Linked DNA regions of Gossypium hirsutum: region 2 is linked to region 1. A link is a contact called in public Hi-C data. All regions are on one chromosome and are shown on one strand. Each heading gives the region's core, a stretch centred on a gene start, on an enhancer-like site or on the middle of the called end of the contact. The rest is flanking DNA. Distances are from core to core; before and after follow the strand shown.

The links. A called contact is a pair of places that touch in the nucleus more often than the background predicts.
Region 2: a contact with region 1 is called in a Hi-C map of leaf, with 2.6 times the contacts expected there. The contact joins the promoter of LOC107947889 here to the promoter of LOC107947841 in region 1. A contact is called at or near these places in 5 of 34 Hi-C or Micro-C datasets (callus and leaf).

What each region holds. Positions count from the first base shown.
Region 1 is chrA08:92,446,906-92,452,396 of Gossypium_hirsutum_v2.1, reverse strand. It overlaps LOC107947841 (V-type proton ATPase subunit E), which reads right to left and starts at 2,761. Exons shown (of 6, transcript NM_001327537.1): 1 at 2,637-2,761; 2 at 2,448-2,548; 3 at 1,891-2,047; 4 at 1,578-1,795; 5 at 1,328-1,427; 6 at 811-1,077. The coding sequence starts at 2,738. The coding sequence ends at 1,042.
Region 2 is chrA08:92,912,009-92,917,499 of Gossypium_hirsutum_v2.1, reverse strand. It overlaps LOC107947889, which reads left to right and starts at 2,293. Exons shown (of 1, transcript XM_016882395.2): 1 at 2,293-3,307. The coding sequence starts at 2,465. The coding sequence ends at 2,926.

The DNA of each region.
Region 1 (5,491 bases), core at 1,512-4,011:
GCCTAGCCCGAAGGCCCGCCCGAAATGTGGGATGGTTTGGGCAAAAATATAGGCCTAAAAAAATGAGCTTGGACAAAAAAATAAGGCCCGTTTAAAAAAAGAGTCGGGCCTCGGGTAAAATATTTTTGGCCCGGGCCGGCCCGGCCCATCCCAAATTCACTAAATGACAAAAAAAATCTGCTATTTTTTTTTTATTTTTGAATGTTATTTTCTTCTTGTTTTCTCCCTATTTTGCTACTATATTACTATTATGTTGCTACTATTTTGTTGTTATTGTTTAGATATTGTATAAAACTTATTTTATTATTAATTTTGTTATTATTTTAGACGTATTTGCTTGTTAAGTTACATCTATTTTAGTGCTATTTAAATCTACATATATTTTAAAATTTATTTTCAGTTTGTTAAAAAATATTTATTTTAATTTTTTTAGTATTTTTGATGTATTATATATATTTAAAAATTATATAAAATAATATAAAAATTAATACAAGCAGGCCGGGTCTGGCCCGAATTTTAGCATTTTTATTTAGGTTAGGCTTGGGCAAAATTTTAAGCCTATTTTTTAGGCCCGGCTCAACTCGAGCCTAATAAATGAGCATAAATTTTTAGTTAAACCCGACCCATGAGCACTTCTAGCCTTTGAGTGCAGCCTGTGGCCGGTAGAGTTTTGGAATTTAGGGGAAAGACCCGACCCACACCTGCCATCCAACATGGCTCAGGCTCAGGCTCAGGCTCAGTGGAATGGATCAGATTGGCATATATGAATGTTTGAGACCGTGACAAAAGGCTAACTTGCTTACCGAAAAGTGAATAAGCAAACATTTCAAATTTTATTCATTATTTAAAAACAGTACTTTCACAATCCCAGAAAATGATATACGGACCAATCGAACAAGAGTTTCACTGACTTTTATCAAACAAATAAACTATTCGGGGAGAACAATATGAGAAAGCAAATACATGGAACAAATAACTTAATCACTATGCTCTATGGCCGAAGACAAAAGCTGCTGAGAAAAACAATACCATCTTAAGCCTTCAAGCAGCAACCTGACCAAAAAGCCACTTGCGGATCTGCAATTAGAGAAACAGGGAAAGAATGAAAAATGTATTAATTTAAGGGTCAAAATCAAGCTATGCTAAACTTATATGATCAGAATTACAAAACCTTGAACTTTCCACTCAAGCTAATAGTTAATTAGAGAAACAATTTCTCCATTCAAGCTATGAAATCATGGATAACCTAGAAACTATAGGTGAAATTAGTATAAGAGAAACAAGTTTGAAATAATCTAAATGCATCTCAAAATCTAACAAAACCCACCTCTGGAAGTTTCTTATTGAATGCAACATCCAACCGTGCATCCAGGGTATTCTCAAACACAATTTTTCCATCTCGAGATGCTATGACTACACCTCCAGAGCTGCAAAATTTTAAAAAGAAATAAGTATTAGCATTCCATCTCTGATCTTGTTCAGTGAAACACATAATAATATACCGAATACCATCTCTGCTCATAAACCATAAGGAGAAACGTTGGTACAGAATACCAAAAATTTATATATATATATACCAGAAAGGTCCATGAGCCTCAGCATGATGATGGAAAAAACCATGATGATGAGAAGGGCCAGGGGGAAGATGGACATCATCAACGATTATCTCTGGTGGATGAACATTCACTTTAGAAGCATATTCCTCCTTTGCTGAATCCAGAACAGACTCCACCAAATGCAAATCTTCTTTGCGACAACGGAGTAGGACTCCAGGCTCTTTCAGTCTAACTAAACTCTGCAATAAAAGTTATTCAAATCAAAACCTCCGAAGAGTTTTATCTAATGTTGCAACTTTCCAAGAAAGGGTTAATGATCCAGAAATGCACAGACCTGAACAATTAGATCTTTCAAAAGCCTTTTGTAAACATGGTGATCATGGCTCACATTGAGAAGGTCCTTGGATGCTGATTCTTTCATTGCATTAACCACACCATCTTGAGCCTGAAGGACCTTGATCCTAGATGCATTAAGCTGCATCGAATACTCACTGCAACAATTAGAATAAATTGAATATTTTTCACACAAGAATGGGTATATTCCTAATTGATAACTCCTGAGTGCCAATTCTGCATCAAAACAATCTAAAATCGCTTCACTTTCACATCAATTATCACCACGATAATCAATCTTCTACAAGGTTCTATAAAACCCAAATCACATTAAGTTTTGGATTACTAACTACAATAGTGCCGTTTTGAAATCTGACTAATTTCCAATAAGTTAAGTGTTATATTTTGGTTATATTTAAGTAGAAATGTTAACCTCACTTTGAATTCAATCAAATATCCACTAAAACATAGAGATCCAGTGCGATAAATAAACTGAAGTAAAAACAGAAATTTAGACAGCAGAAAAAAGGGAAAAGTAAAGTAAATTGAAGAATTTACATTTTCTTTCGGATTTCAACTTGCTTCTCCTTCTTCTCGTACTCCTGCCTAATCTTCTTCTTCTCCGCTTCCACCAATTGAAGCTTCTCGATGTTGAACTCCTAAAATACACATCATTGTACAATCAATTTTTCACCATAATATCCAAAAAGAAACAAAAAGTGAATAAAATAGAGAGAATTGAAGTACCTCTTCAGCGGAAACAGAGATCTCGTTAGCCTTTTCCTCCGCTTCCTGGCGGATGAATCTCACCATCTGCTGGATCTGCTTGGATACATCAGCGTCGTTCATTTTGGCAGGGATCTTGATTTGATCTTTCGATGAACTTACCAGAGAAGAGTGTAGAAGACGACGATGTTTGGCTGGTATTTGATAGAGGTAAGAGAAATAAATCCAACTCTGTCGCTGAACCAGTTTTTATTTTTCTCACGTGCTCCGTATATGTGTCTGATCAAGGGCCGTTCGTTTAAAAAAACAATTCTGACCGTCTGATTGTGAGGAATACTGAATTAATCAAGCCTCGCGTTTTATCTCCGCTGTAGATTTTCTCTCTCCTTTCCACGGGATGATTAGAAGTTACGTTACCTTTTTAGATTTACTAGATTTTATTCCTCACATGCGCTGTTAAGCGGGGGTGAGCATGGATCGGGCCAACCGGTTTGGTCTGAACATTTATCCGAAATGTGATAGAATTTAGATAAAAAATAATCTTTTATAAAATGAATTAGGCCATAAGTAAGGTATTTTTTGTTCGATTCGGCCTAAATTCACTAAATGATAAAAAATTTTATTTTTTATTATTTTTTCTTTTTTTTGTTACTATTTTACTATTATATTGCTACTATTTATTTGTATAAAATTTATTTTATTGCTAATTTTGTTATTAATTTAAAGACATTTGTTAATTTTGTTATTATTTTAGAGACATTTGCTTGTTAAGTTGTATCTATTTTAGTGTTATTTAAGTATACATATTTTTTAAAATTTATTTTTAATTTGTTGGGAAATATTTATTTTAATGTTTTTAGTATTTTTGATGTATTATATATATTTTAAAATTATATAAAAAATAATATGGGTGGACTGAGTTAGGCCTGAGTTTTAACATTTTTATCTAGGACGGGCTTGGACAAAATTTTGGACCCATTTTTTGGACCAAGCCCGAACCTAGCAAATGGACTTGGAATTTTAGTCAGACCTAGCCTGGCCCGGCCCAACCCATGCTCACCTTTATTGTTAAGGAATAAATGCATTTATAAATTTTATATTTCATGTAAATAAAAGAGGTTGAAAATAATATAGAAATTTAGAGAAAGTAAATTATAATATTAAATTTAAATTTAAAAATAATAATAACTATGAAATATTTACTATAAATTAATAAATATATTTAATAAAGATGATTAAAAAATAATTATTAAAATCTTATATGTTAAATCTCTTTTTATTTTTTTAAAAATCCACCTTTCATCCATTTATAACTTCATGTATAATAAGAATAAGATAGAAAAGAAAGTATAAAAGAACATTTGTTTTGCACAGAATAAATAACTTTTAAAAAATAACATTATATTATATTATATCATCATAAATAAAATAATCTTCAGTGCTATTGGCCTCTGAATATTTATACTACTGTTATATATAAATTTAAACTTAGATTTTAATTGATATATAATTTTAACACTAATTAAGTGATAATTAAAAGATAAAATTAATCTCTATCTATATACGTAGACTTTCAGTCAAGTTATAATTTTATTTTATTACATTAATAAATATGAAAATAAAAAATTTTACTTATAAAAAATAAAAAATAGAATTTTTAAAATAATATTTTAAACTTAATTATTAGTTATTTTGGCTTATTGATAATGAGTATGCTTAGACTTTTATTCAAGTTATAACTCTATTTTAGAGTCAACAAAATTATCCCGATTTATTTATAAATAAAGTTATAACTAATTGTGAAACTAAAATAAAAAATAAAATAAAATAAAGAATACACAATTTTTTACGTAGAAACCCTTTCAGGAAAAAACCATTGGCAGAGGAGAAGAAAATTCACTATGTCGAATTCGAATTATTACAAGAAGAATAAACTATGTCTATTTATAGGCTTGTAAAGCCATATTCTAGTAAGACTGAAATACCTTATTCTAATCAATATCAAATAGATGGAATTTAATAAGGTTTAAAAAACCTATTCTAAAATAAAATAAAAGAAGTGTAATTCTATATGGATTCTTCTTTTATTTTATTTTACCACTGTATTTTATTTAAATAAGGATTCGGGTCATTGAATTCTAACAATCTCCACCTTGACACGAATTCTCAATGAACAAGTTCTTCATCGCGAACTCTCAACGAACAAGTTCTCCACCTCTTCCATAAAACCCCTTAAGGGTTTAAATTCAATAATAAACACCAACCAAGTCTAAGCAATGCTCAAACTTGGTTATAGGAAGTGAATTAGTCATCATATCTGCAAGATTTTCATGAGTACTAATTTTGCTCACAACAATATCACCACGAGCAATAATATCACGAACAAAATGATATCGAACATCAATGCGTTTTGTTCTCTCATGAAACATTTGATCTTTTGTAAGAAAGATGGCACTCTGACTATCACAAAATACTGTCCTGATTTGAAGGTCTTCATTGAGTTCACTAAAGAGTCCTTTCAACCAAATAGCTTCTTTACAAGCCTCAGTATTCGCCATGTACTCAACTTCAGTGGTAGACAAAGCGACTGTAGTTTGCAAAATGGCTTTCCAACTGATTGCACAACCTCCGATTGTAAAGATATAACCTGTGAGAGATCTTCCTCTATCAAGGTCTCCAGCAAAATCAGCATTAACATACCCAATGACTCCATCTTTAGTTCTTCCAAACTGTAAGCAAACATCAGTAGTACCTCGTAAGTATCTTAAAATCCACTGAACTGCTTTCCAGTGTTCTTTACTGGGATTCTCCATGTATCTGTTAATTGCACTGACTGCATATGATAAATCAAGACGTGAACAAACCATAGCATACAT
Region 2 (5,491 bases), core at 1,044-3,543, 470 kb before region 1:
GTTGTGGCCTCCTCGTATGCAATTTTCGACCCCTTGCCTCTTCCCCGTACAAGTATCGCTTACCATGGATCCTAAACCATGGCATGTACTCTAGAGCTAACTTCGGAACAATAATAGCCTCGCGAGTAAGTAAGAAATCGTACCTATTATTCCACATGTTGATATATTAGGCGTAGAATACCAGTCAATTCTCATCCGTCTACTCTCACAAGTTGATACGATGCAGATCATCAACGTCTTAAGGTGCCACGGGAATCGATTGTCAGAACTCAAACTGCTGCAACACTCTATCCGACTCGTGCATCTCGACAGTAGCATACACTACCAATGACACCTTCACGTGCTAGATGTTCAGATTCACAAAGAATTCCTCAGTAATGCATTCTCAAATTGTCGAATCCTCATTTGGTGTCCATTCAAACTATATTAAAATAATCAAAACTTTAGTTATACATATATACTACAAAATATCTAATCAACTACTTTAATTAATACAATATAATTTAAACTTAAATAAATTCACACATTCGTTTCCAATAGAAGTCATATTTCTCACAGCTCATTCGATAATCCTATGTAACTCAACCCATGGTTCCACCTATTGAAATAATTTGTTAGCATAATATTATTTAAATTAATTTTATTATGGACATCATATCATCTGATGAATTTTACCTTGTTACGAGTGAGAATGTGTATAGGTAGTCCACTCGAGGACAGTAAAAATGGCAATTGGTACCGCACCCATGATTGCAATAGTAGAATGCAAACACCAATTTTAATTTTATGTGATTGCATCGCTCGACACATTTCCCAGTATTATATCGCCAACACAACGGACCCCCAACTGAGTTCTTAGTTGACAAGTTTCAGCAGCGACATTAGATGGAGAGATTTTGTGACTTATCTAGAATTAGGATACCCCCGATAATTTGAAGGATGTACGCCCGAACGTGTCGTTCTCTTTTGACTTCAACTAAATCCTCATCTAGCCCTTCGTAGTTTCTTCTTAACCAACTCATTTTGGTCCTACCTCATAAATTGTCTCCAAAACCAAACCCTAAAGTTCATCGTATGCACCTCTCCAATCGGCCACGTGAATTGACCCAGTGACTACTGACTCATCCACCGATAACCGCAACTGTAACTACACGTCCTCTAAAGTGATAGTACACTCACCGCATGAAAGATAAAATGTATGCATCTCCGGTCTCCATCTTTTCACCAACACACTTACGAGTGTTGGGTCCAACTTACACCCCCAACCTACAAAGGCCATGTGCGAAAAATCGGCTTCCCTCAAGTATAGTTCAATCAAGGGTGATTGAGGAGTCGGTAGATTACGGATATAACACTCCAAAATTTGATCTTTCGCACATTTACGAAAAAAAATTAAATTTAAATATAACAATGAAATAAAAAAAATTAAACATTGAAATATATCAAAAAATATTCTTACCACTTGCAATTGATCAACGAAAATGTGCTTGTCATCAAAATGGATTAGAGATCCATCCATTTCTAATTTTGAAAAATAAGAATTAATTTTTAATAAAAATTTATTTGCAAAAATATTAAGATAATTTTGATAAAAAATATAATTTAGAGAGAAATAAAATTGAAGTAAGAATTTAACAGAGAATTTGATAAATTTCTTAGAGTGATTTGTGAATTTTGAGAGATATATGAGTGAAATTTGTGGAAATAAAGTAAGGGGGTTTTATAGGGTTTCGAAAAATGTAGTTGTTGGGGGTGATGAGTGCCAACGGCTATTTTAATTAGCTGTGGGGAAAGTAGCCATTGGGGGGTTGCTATTGGGGAAAATGCTTCCAACTGGAAGCGCTTTTAAATGAGTTGGCAAAAACGCGTTCTACTTAGAGTATTTTACTAGCAACACGATAAAAGCGTTTCTAGTTGGAAACATTTTTTTACATTTCACCTGAAAATATTTCCAGCTAAAAGTGTTTTCATTAATCAATTTATTCTTGTAAATTTCTCAAAAATTAACCTAATAAAGTAATTTTTAAAAAGTATTTTATTCTTTAAATAAAACAAAAAAAGAAACTGCCATAATAATAATAATAAATATAATTAGGAACGTGGGGTTCTAGAAGATTTGATATTTATGTGATTGTTAAGCTTCTAGAAGGGTGGGACCTGGCCTACTCTGGTCTGAACTGTGATTCTATCAATATCAACCGTTGCGTTAGCGTATATTTATCTCCTTCTAGAAACCAAAATTTTCTTTTTCATTATAATAAAATTTTCCAATGCGTCAAACACGGTAGCAATAGCAATAGTAGCCCACCCTTCCCTCCTTCTATTTTATTTATTTTTTAATTATTACTTATGAAACTTTCTGATGTATATAGCAAAGGCTTAAATAACCCAAAGTCAGTACCAATAAAAATTTTCTTTTGAATTTCCGTTTTGTTTTTTGCGGTTTGGTAATTACAGGTTATTAATGGGTATCCGAAGAAGAAGAAGTAAAGTTGTTGACGTGTCTTCTTTCTTGCTCTTCGAGGCCACCGGCGATTCGGAATCTGGTTGTAGTTCCGATCCAGCCATGGTTGACATCAGTCACGATGATGATGGTGATGATGATGATGCCGAGTCATGTAGCTGTGATATTGCACCTGATGTTGTTCATGGTGTTGGAGAGGTTGGTGGTAGCTTAAAAAACAAATTTGCAAATGTTGTTGAAGGTGTCAATGATGAAGATGATGACGACGATGACGATGGGGTGGTGGAGCAAAAGGAGGTTCAATTGTATAAAAAAAGTTGCAGGGATGATCAACGTATTAAAGGAGTTGGTGTGGGGAAAGAAAAGAAATCCTCTTCATCAGCTGAAAACTCAAACTCAAGCGAAACCATGAATGAGATGGAAAAGAACAGGCTTTTTTGGGAAACTTGTTTGGCTTCCTAGAAAATCTGGGTTTTCTTCCTTTTTTGGTTCTTATTTTTTTTTTCTCGCTAGCTAAACAAGCATTCATCAGTCGTCTTTTTCTTTTTGTTACATATCACCATATTTTTTAGTTCTTTCGCCTCTTAGGTTTTTCGTTATTTTTTAAAAAATTGAAATTGATGCTAATTGTAAATATATAAACATGATTTTATAAGGAAAAGAAAATCAAATGAATCAATAGATGATTATTTCTTTCATAAATTTAATTTTGCAGTTAATAAAGTTTGCTGCAAATCTGAAATGGAGAGGTGGAGCAGCCAGGCAATGAATATTTCTGGCATTTTCTGATATGGATTCAAATTATGAATAAATGTAACAAAAATGCAGTAAGTTTTAGATTTACTTTCTTTCTTTTTTTTTTCTTTTTTTGATAATGGTGTGTGATAAATATAAATATTTGTAAATATTGATAAAAATATCTATTGGTATCAAAAACTAAAATTGAAGTTATTTATTTGGTTACACTAAAAAAAAAAAGTGAAACATTTGGTTAATCTAAACATATGAATTGGGAGTGGGTAGTAATTTGAATTTAAGTGACATTAGATTTTATTATTGTTTTATAAAATGGGGAGAGTGATTAGAATTGAACCCCAACTCTAAAATCACATAATTCCCAAAATTTACATGCCTTCTTTATAGTGTTTTGGTTAATAGAATTGGAAGCAGAATATAGGTTAAAAAAGACAAAATCACCTTATTATTTTAATAAATCTTTTCAACTTTATACATTTTTTTATTATTATTTAATGCATGTTGAACTAACATTGCAGTTGAAGCTAACCTTCAACTCAGTGAGTTTCCACATTAAATTCATAGAGATTAAAAACCTTCTACTTAAATGATTGCAGCTGAGAACTTACTTTCAAACACCAAAGGTTGCTGCAATAACAAGGGGTTGGGGTAAAATAGTAGATTTTCACTCTTCATTTTCTTTTAACTTTACCCCACATTATATATGTGAAAAGTACTCGTGATGTCGGGACTAAATCATATTAACTCCTATATTATTAAATGTACTATTTAAAAGAATCAAGCTTCAACTATCTTCTTACTTACTCTTAATATAATATCACTTCCTATTTTGACTTTTTTTTTTTAAATTTAATTATACAATTGTTCAAAATGTTCTCTCAACCAATTTTTGAACATTTTGTAACATGAAAATTTCTTCTTTTAGTCCCTTTAAAAGATACAAAATTTTAAGTTAATCTTTTGAACCAACGTCATCTTCCATGATGGTGGTTGTCCTCCCTTTGCTTCCCTTTCAATGGCATCTGTATGGGCATACTAGCCGACCGCTGGATTGGAACCCAGATTGATCGATCTGAGTAAACTGATTCATACTCATCTCTTTTTTTCTTTTTCTTTTTCTTTTTTGGATAAAACCCCTAATTTTTTGTTTAATTTTGGTTAAAACGGGAGCTTAATTTCGTGCAAAAAAGAGGGTAAAGTGAAGAGACTTGCAAGAAGGGAAAAAGAAGTTGTTGAAAAGCTTGATTTTTGTGTAATTTTGTTTGACAGAGGACACTGGTTTTGTGGACGAACATGTCTGGGGTTGAGGAAAATGAAATGGGTATTTCTTGTTTTTGAGGAAAAAGGCAATTTTTTTGGTTAAAATTCCTGATTTTTGTGTAAATTTGGTTCACGCGAACATGTCTAGGGTTGAGGAAAATGAAATGGGTATTTCGAAAGTAATGAACGGTGTTTTTGTTTCCCGTCGGGGTTTTCACCTTTTTTCCCTTTTAGTAAAAACAAGTATCCCAATCTACGCCTGGCCTTAACCAAAATTACTTCAATTCAACTGCTGTTCCGCTCTGTCGGTTAGAGCCGAACCAGCACCAGCTTCCGGCAATGGCAACCATAAACACAAGTCAGCTGGAGCAAGTTCTGTGAAGAAGAAAGCAAAGAGGCGAAAAGATTCGGATTTTGTTTTAACATTTCTCATGTCCCGAAATCGGTTTATTCGAACCAGATGATGGTAAGGGGGAATTGGTTGAGGGTGTGCTTTTGAGGTTTGATGCGCATGGAGTAGAGGTGTTGAAACGGTGTATTCTCTTATTATTCAAACTATAATAATTCTTTAATTGTTAATTAAATTGAAGGTTTTTTTAATACATTAATCAAATCAAAATATTCTGTTAGAAATTTATATTTTTTTCTCTTGATAAAAATAAGTATAAAATATATAACAAGAATATTAATGTTTATTTTATTTTTTTAATAGTTCAAAAAACTTTAAATAGTAGTGAAAATAATAAATAAAACATTAAAAACACTACATAAATCTTAAAAATTAACAACCAAACAAAAAGTTAATAATTATATATAATATATATTATTTATTTCGGTTAATTATGAAATCTCGAACCCAATTAACTGGTAACCAAATTTTTAAAAAAAAAATCATTAATCGACCGACTATCGATTAACTGAATCAGATCATTTTAGTCGGTTAATTCGATTTTAACCGAATTATGAACACTCCTAGCTTGGAGAAAGTTTAGCCAAATGGAAGATGAATGA